Regions from separate parts of the Mus musculus genome. Here region 1 is linked to region 2. Evidence: chromatin contacts called from public HiChIP or PLAC-seq data. All regions are on one chromosome and are shown on one strand. The core of a region is the stretch at or near the end of the contact, and the rest is flanking DNA. Distances in the headings are between cores, read along the strand shown.

Region 1 (2,700 bases), core at 116-2,615, 310 kb after region 2:
CCAAGGCAGTTTGGAATGAGGCCCTGGCAGAGTGATCAGGGCTCCTGGAGACAGGCTCCCTGAAGGCAGCTGGCCTTTCTCTGTACCTCCAAGTCACGCTTTATCCCCTCTATGGCTTCATGTTTGCTGTGAGTTAGTTAAAAGGGCTATGGTGGAATCAGACGGTTGCTCAGAGCTGGAGGAAGTTCATTGGAGGAGACAGCACAAGATCCCTAGATGACGGACACAGTCGCCTGGCCTGGGAAGACCAGCTCCCTTGGCAAGATCACCTTTCCCTTCTGTGTGCATCTTACCACAGTCTTCTCAGACCAGAGGAGAGTCCTCGAGTAATTAGGGAGAAGTGGCCCCAACCTCTGAATGAAGGAAGCCAAAGCAAGGTTTGGGGCTGGCATTTAGAGGATGACTGAATTGAGGTGAGGGTGGTGCGGTGGGTGGGGAGAGTGTGAGAATGGTTTGCAGTAATCTGAATAATACAAGTTCTAATCTTTCCTCCCTCTCCACAACTGGAGCCCAGATTCCTCTCCTCCCCCGCTCTCCTTCCTCCCGACCCCACCCTGACATGTACGCCTGTTCCCTAGCTCCCTCTGTCTCCTGCTTCCCATAACACCGGGCAAGCTCCTCTGGACCTGGACTCACTAGGTCCCCAGCGTGTGTGTCTTCCATCTCCATTCAGAAACTTCACACACCATTCACCCAAAACCAGAGACTGCCTCACAAGAGACTGAGCATGGCTCCTGGTCAGCTCTGATGCCGGCCTTGGGAAGCCTTCAGGAAAAGCCCTTGCTGGTTCAGCCACAAACACGGCCCTACCTTTCAAAAACACTGCTGGGGAAGACCCTGAACTTAAGAAGGCAAGGACAAGGTTGGGCTGTGCCCAGGGCACCTCCTTCCCCAGTGTTGAGCTAGTGAGGGTCCAAGGCACAGGGCTTAACAATCGGAATAACTACTGACTCCAGAGGCCTTGAAAAAGTTATTTTAACCTCCCTTTCCTTGTTTTAAAATAGATCAGAGATTTATGCTGTTAGTTCAGAAATAAACTTTGTGGGAAAGACTAATGGACTGATTATTTTTTTTCTCCTAAAGGAGTGCAAAATTCCAGGAAAGAAACAAACATGGGGGTATGAACGGGGTGGGGGTGGGAGTGGGATAAAAGAAGAAAAGCATGACTCCTTCTAGGTATGGTGGAGGAGAAAGCTTATTGCACATAAAAGGGAGAGCATAGCCACAGGCAGGGACATCTGGGAGAGTTCAGAGGGAGTGTAGCCCTGAGCCATGTCAGGAGAGGAGGGAGGAGAGGCCAGGAGGGGAAAGGGTAGACGGAAGGGCTAGGTAACGGAAATGACAAGATCATATAGGGAAGGGCAGCCCAGCCCCTGAGCTAGAGAAGTTCAGGGGACAGGGTGGGGTCTGCCAGGTAAGGACTGAGGAATGCTAGGACTGACTAGGCGGCAGCTAGGTCCTCTTTGGTGTGTTAAATAGGCACCTCAGCCATTAGCCTTGAGACCTAACAGCATATAGCGCATAGGCCCATACATTATCTTGGCAGAACTGGGCAACAGCTCCGTGGTCATGAGCTGGGACCCCACAGTGGTGTGCTTGGACCCAACTGTAATCCTCAGTAAATCATTCTTGAATGAATTTAATGAATTTACCTGTGCCCTCTGCTTGTACCAACCTCAGTACTTAGAGCTTACTGACTGTCCTGCCCCTGAGACTGCTCACAGTCCAGGCAGGAGACACTCCCCCAACAAGCTCAAAGGGAGCGCCTGTGGATATCAAGAGTGGGGGCCACATGGTGGCGCATGCCTTTAATCCCAGCACTTGGGAGGCAGAGGCAGGCAGATTTCTGAGTTCGAGGCCAGCCTGGTCTACAAAGTGAGTTCCAGGACAGCAAGAGCTATACAGAGAAACCCAGTCTCGAAAAACAACAACAACAACAAAAAGAGTGGGGGCCAGAGCGGGGGTGGGGGGCAGGGAACAAATGTTTCTAAAGGAAGTATCTGGGAACATTGGTGGGGGAGGGGCAGGTAAAGGAACGTTCCACAGAAGGAAAATATACCCAAGACCCCAATGGCCTCCAGGACCACAGCAGTAGGATATTGGCCGATGAGTTTGGGGAGAGGAGGCCGAGAAAGGAGAAGCACCTTGGAGGCTGGGTCAGCCAAACAGCACTGGAGGGAGGGTTTTATGTACCATCTGAGCAGCGTATTTCTAGACCCTTCAGACCTGACAACCTATTTTCTTTCTCATGCTTGAGAAGTTACAGATGCTTTCATGAGCTTGTGAGTGTAACTCTGAGAATGTCCTCTGTCCCTTCCTCCACACTGGCGCCCACACAGCGGAAAGCATTACCAAGCACTGGCTACACTACTCATCATCGAACCTGTTCCTTAGGAGAAGCAAAGGAGTGATTATCAATAACTACACCCAGGCAATATACTGGACCAAGGGCTCTCCCGGGTAAACCTGGGCGCCTGCTCACACTATCCATTGACAGGTTTTAGAGACCAGTGCTACGACCAATCAGTCCCGCATGATTGAAACTGAGTTTTTCACCTCTTCATCAAACAGTGAGATTGGAGGATTAGATTGTTTTCGATGGTCCCGAAGGCGCTTTCCAGCTCCAGAACTCTGTAACTCTGTGTTGGGTAAGCAAGTGAGACTTAAGAGAGGTCGGGTAAAATGTAGCCTCAAGGAAGT
Region 2 (2,700 bases), core at 147-2,646:
TCCTGTGACCCAGTAAAAAACTCTACAAGGGATGGAAAATCGAGTCACGTTCCACAGAGCCCCCACTACCCGCCGAGCTGGGGTCAGTGGCTTCCCACAGCCAGATACCCACTCGGGGCTGCGTGGAAAGCGTGCGGCAGTCTTTTGGCATCCACCTGCCCAGAGCACCGGAACTCTGGCGGGACATGGGTTTTCTCCCACTCCCCCTTTATTCCCCCATGCTCCCTGCCCCACACTCAGCAACACAGTCAGGACCTGGTTTAAAACCAAACAAACAACAAACCAAAGTGTGATCCAATAGTATTCTTCTGATGGGATTTTCAGGGATTCTTCTCTAAGGCCATCCCCTGCACTGAGGCAGCCCCACCTCCTGTAGTCTCATAACACGGGGGCATCCATGAACCTACGTGCATGTTCTTATGGATGTCTTCGGCCGCTGCCTCCCTCTCAGTTCTCCAATGCTAAGTTCTTCATCTCAGAATTGAAATTCCTACCTGTGGCTGGAGCGGCTGCCAACAACATAAGCCACTTCCTTCTGAAGCTGCTATTTCCCAAAGGAGCATATTGTTGTGTTCTATAAAAAAGGAAAAGCCGGAGATATGTTTGGTGGAGGTGCAGTATGGCGTGGGGGAAGGGGGTGCCTCTGCGGGCCCATGCTGAGGCATCCCTTCCCTCTGAGGGACCAGCTGTAAGGTATAGTACAGTATTGTATAGAATAGAATTTATTTAGGGCATTGGGGAGGGGAGTTGAGAGAGAGAGAGAGAGAGAGAGAGAGAGAGAGTAGAGGAGTAGAGGCCAGCCATGAGCAAGTGGAGAGGGGGGAGGGGAATGAAGGGGGAGAGAAGGGATTAGGGGGAAGAGGGGAAGAGAGCAAGAGAAGAGAGTAAGTGAGGAGGGGGCAAGTATCCCCTTTTATAGTGAGTCAGGCATACCTGGCTGTTGCCAGGTAACTGCGGGGCACAGCCTAGAAGGAATGCCAACACTTAGAGGAGAGAAGACAGGCAAGTGCAGATGAGATGAATAAACCTCTCTGCTGGAACCAACCAGTTCCTGGGGGCAACTCTACAGAGCTGCGCTTGCCGCCCTCACTATACTGATAAGGCCTCAGTGTTCCCTCAGAGGATGGCATGGGGACCAAGGGAGCTGAGGGCTCTGCCCAGCTCTCTGGAGCTCAGGCCCAGGGAAGACACTAAAACACTCCCCTTCCTGCTCCGGAGGGGTTGGTGGCCCCTGAGGTCAGAGGAGGCCCCTTCCACCTCAGGCCTGCAGAAGGTCTGTTTCCACAGCTTCCCACTCATACCAGAGACCCCGGGAGGAGTCTGTTGTTACCCTGGTCGCCCGTGGTGCAGGCCCTCCCCATTCACAGCTAGGCCTGTTTGAATAGGAAGCCAGGTGTGGGTGTTAGCAGCTCATTAAATTACAACAGCAGGAGGAGAGAATCCAGGACTCTGGGCCGAGTGCAGTCTGGAGGCTCAGCCCCAGCTCCCATGCTGGCTCCTCTCCACAGCCAATTTGTCTGGTGGCTTCCTGTCTCCATCTTAATTTCTTCCAGTGACAGGAACTCACCACCTCGAGCTCCTCCTGACCTACCTTTTGGACTTCTCTGACAAGAGGAAACACTAAACATTTTTTTAAATTCAGATTTTATCTATATATTTTTTAACATTTTAAAAAATATTATTCTACTAGTTGTACAAAATAATAAAAGTGTGAACTTTGAAAGGCCACCGGCCTCCAGGCTCCTCCCCACACCACACAGTCCACATTTAAGAGTCAGAGTCACAGGGAGCAAACCCAGGTCCTCGCCATGACAGTCCCTCAGGTATGCACCATCAGCTCTCCGGGCCCCCCACCCCCAAGCCTTTTCTTCCCCAGGTCAAAGGGCCTCAGCTCCTAGTCTTCTTCCCGGAGTCATGGTTGCCGGTTCCCTCAGCAACCGCCCCGTGGTTGCCATGTCTGTCCTCTGCAAACTGTTCCCAGCCCCGGGGATTGAGACTTGGAGATTTGCAATGCCCTCCAGAGGGTAGGACTCACACTGAATCTACTTGCTAGGGTTTTGCCTTGACAAATAGACCCTGGCTTCCAGCTCACTCAGCTGCAGTCTCAGCAGAAAGGACCAGTTTTTTTTTTCCAAGCACACGCCTTAGGGATGTTGGATGCCGAGGCCATGTCCGTGACAGGAAGCAGAAGGAAGAAGGAAGGTTATGCCCTCTGAGAGGATCTTTAAAGGCCCCAGCTATCACTGTCCCCAGCGCCATGCTACCGATAGCAGAAGTTCAGTGGGAGGAACCCACCAGCGAAGGCGTCTTGCAGCATCTGCAATGGGCTCTCTGCTGCCCTTTACAAACCGAGCTTCCCCTTTTCTCATCGAGTCCGGCACAGGAGTCACAGCCTGACCTCATCTCTGTCTTCACACGTGGCTCAGATAAAGTGTTTAAATCAGTTTGGAGACCTCACTCTTCGATTTAGGATTCCCATGTGTATGAAGGACATGTTCAAGCCTAAACGTTGGCATCTGCCTTCCTGAATGTGGATTCTTTTCCTGGAGACCTGTGGCTCCCATGATGCAGATAGCTGCCTACGGCTCTGTTCCGGACTCGTCTCTTTAAGGTGATCTGCCCAGAGGAGGAGCAATTGAAGGAGGCCTCACAAACCCTGGAGACAGGAGTATGTGACAGGCTGTCCCTGTCTACAAGCCA

What was found. HiChIP or PLAC-seq counts read pairs in DNA pulled down with a chosen protein or histone mark.
Region 1: an H3K27ac HiChIP or PLAC-seq map of embryonic stem cells shows a contact between it and region 2, with 3 times the contacts expected there. The contact joins two enhancer-like sites. A contact is called at or near these places in 1 of 484 Hi-C or Micro-C datasets (bone marrow-derived macrophages), 9 of 115 datasets of contacts at active chromatin or transcription factors (craniofacial prominence, embryonic basal ganglia, embryonic hindbrain and 5 more) and 1 of 9 other capture datasets (embryonic stem cells).

The regions. Positions count from the first base shown.
Region 1 is chr16:30,080,871-30,083,570 of GRCm38.p6, forward strand. No RefSeq gene overlaps it. Among named protein-coding and RNA genes, the nearest start is that of Gm32998, 12 kb to the left of the region's middle. Within about 2 kb of position 1,366, at least 30 of the 459 cell types and tissues checked have an H3K27ac peak or open chromatin away from gene starts, as enhancers often do. A contact at or near this core is called in embryonic stem cells, where this site is marked.
Region 2 is chr16:29,770,500-29,773,199 of GRCm38.p6, forward strand. No RefSeq gene overlaps it. Among named protein-coding and RNA genes, the nearest start is that of Gm46567, 42 kb to the right of the region's middle. Within about 2 kb of position 1,397, at least 58 of the 459 cell types and tissues checked have an H3K27ac peak or open chromatin away from gene starts, as enhancers often do. A contact at or near this core is called in embryonic stem cells, where this site is marked.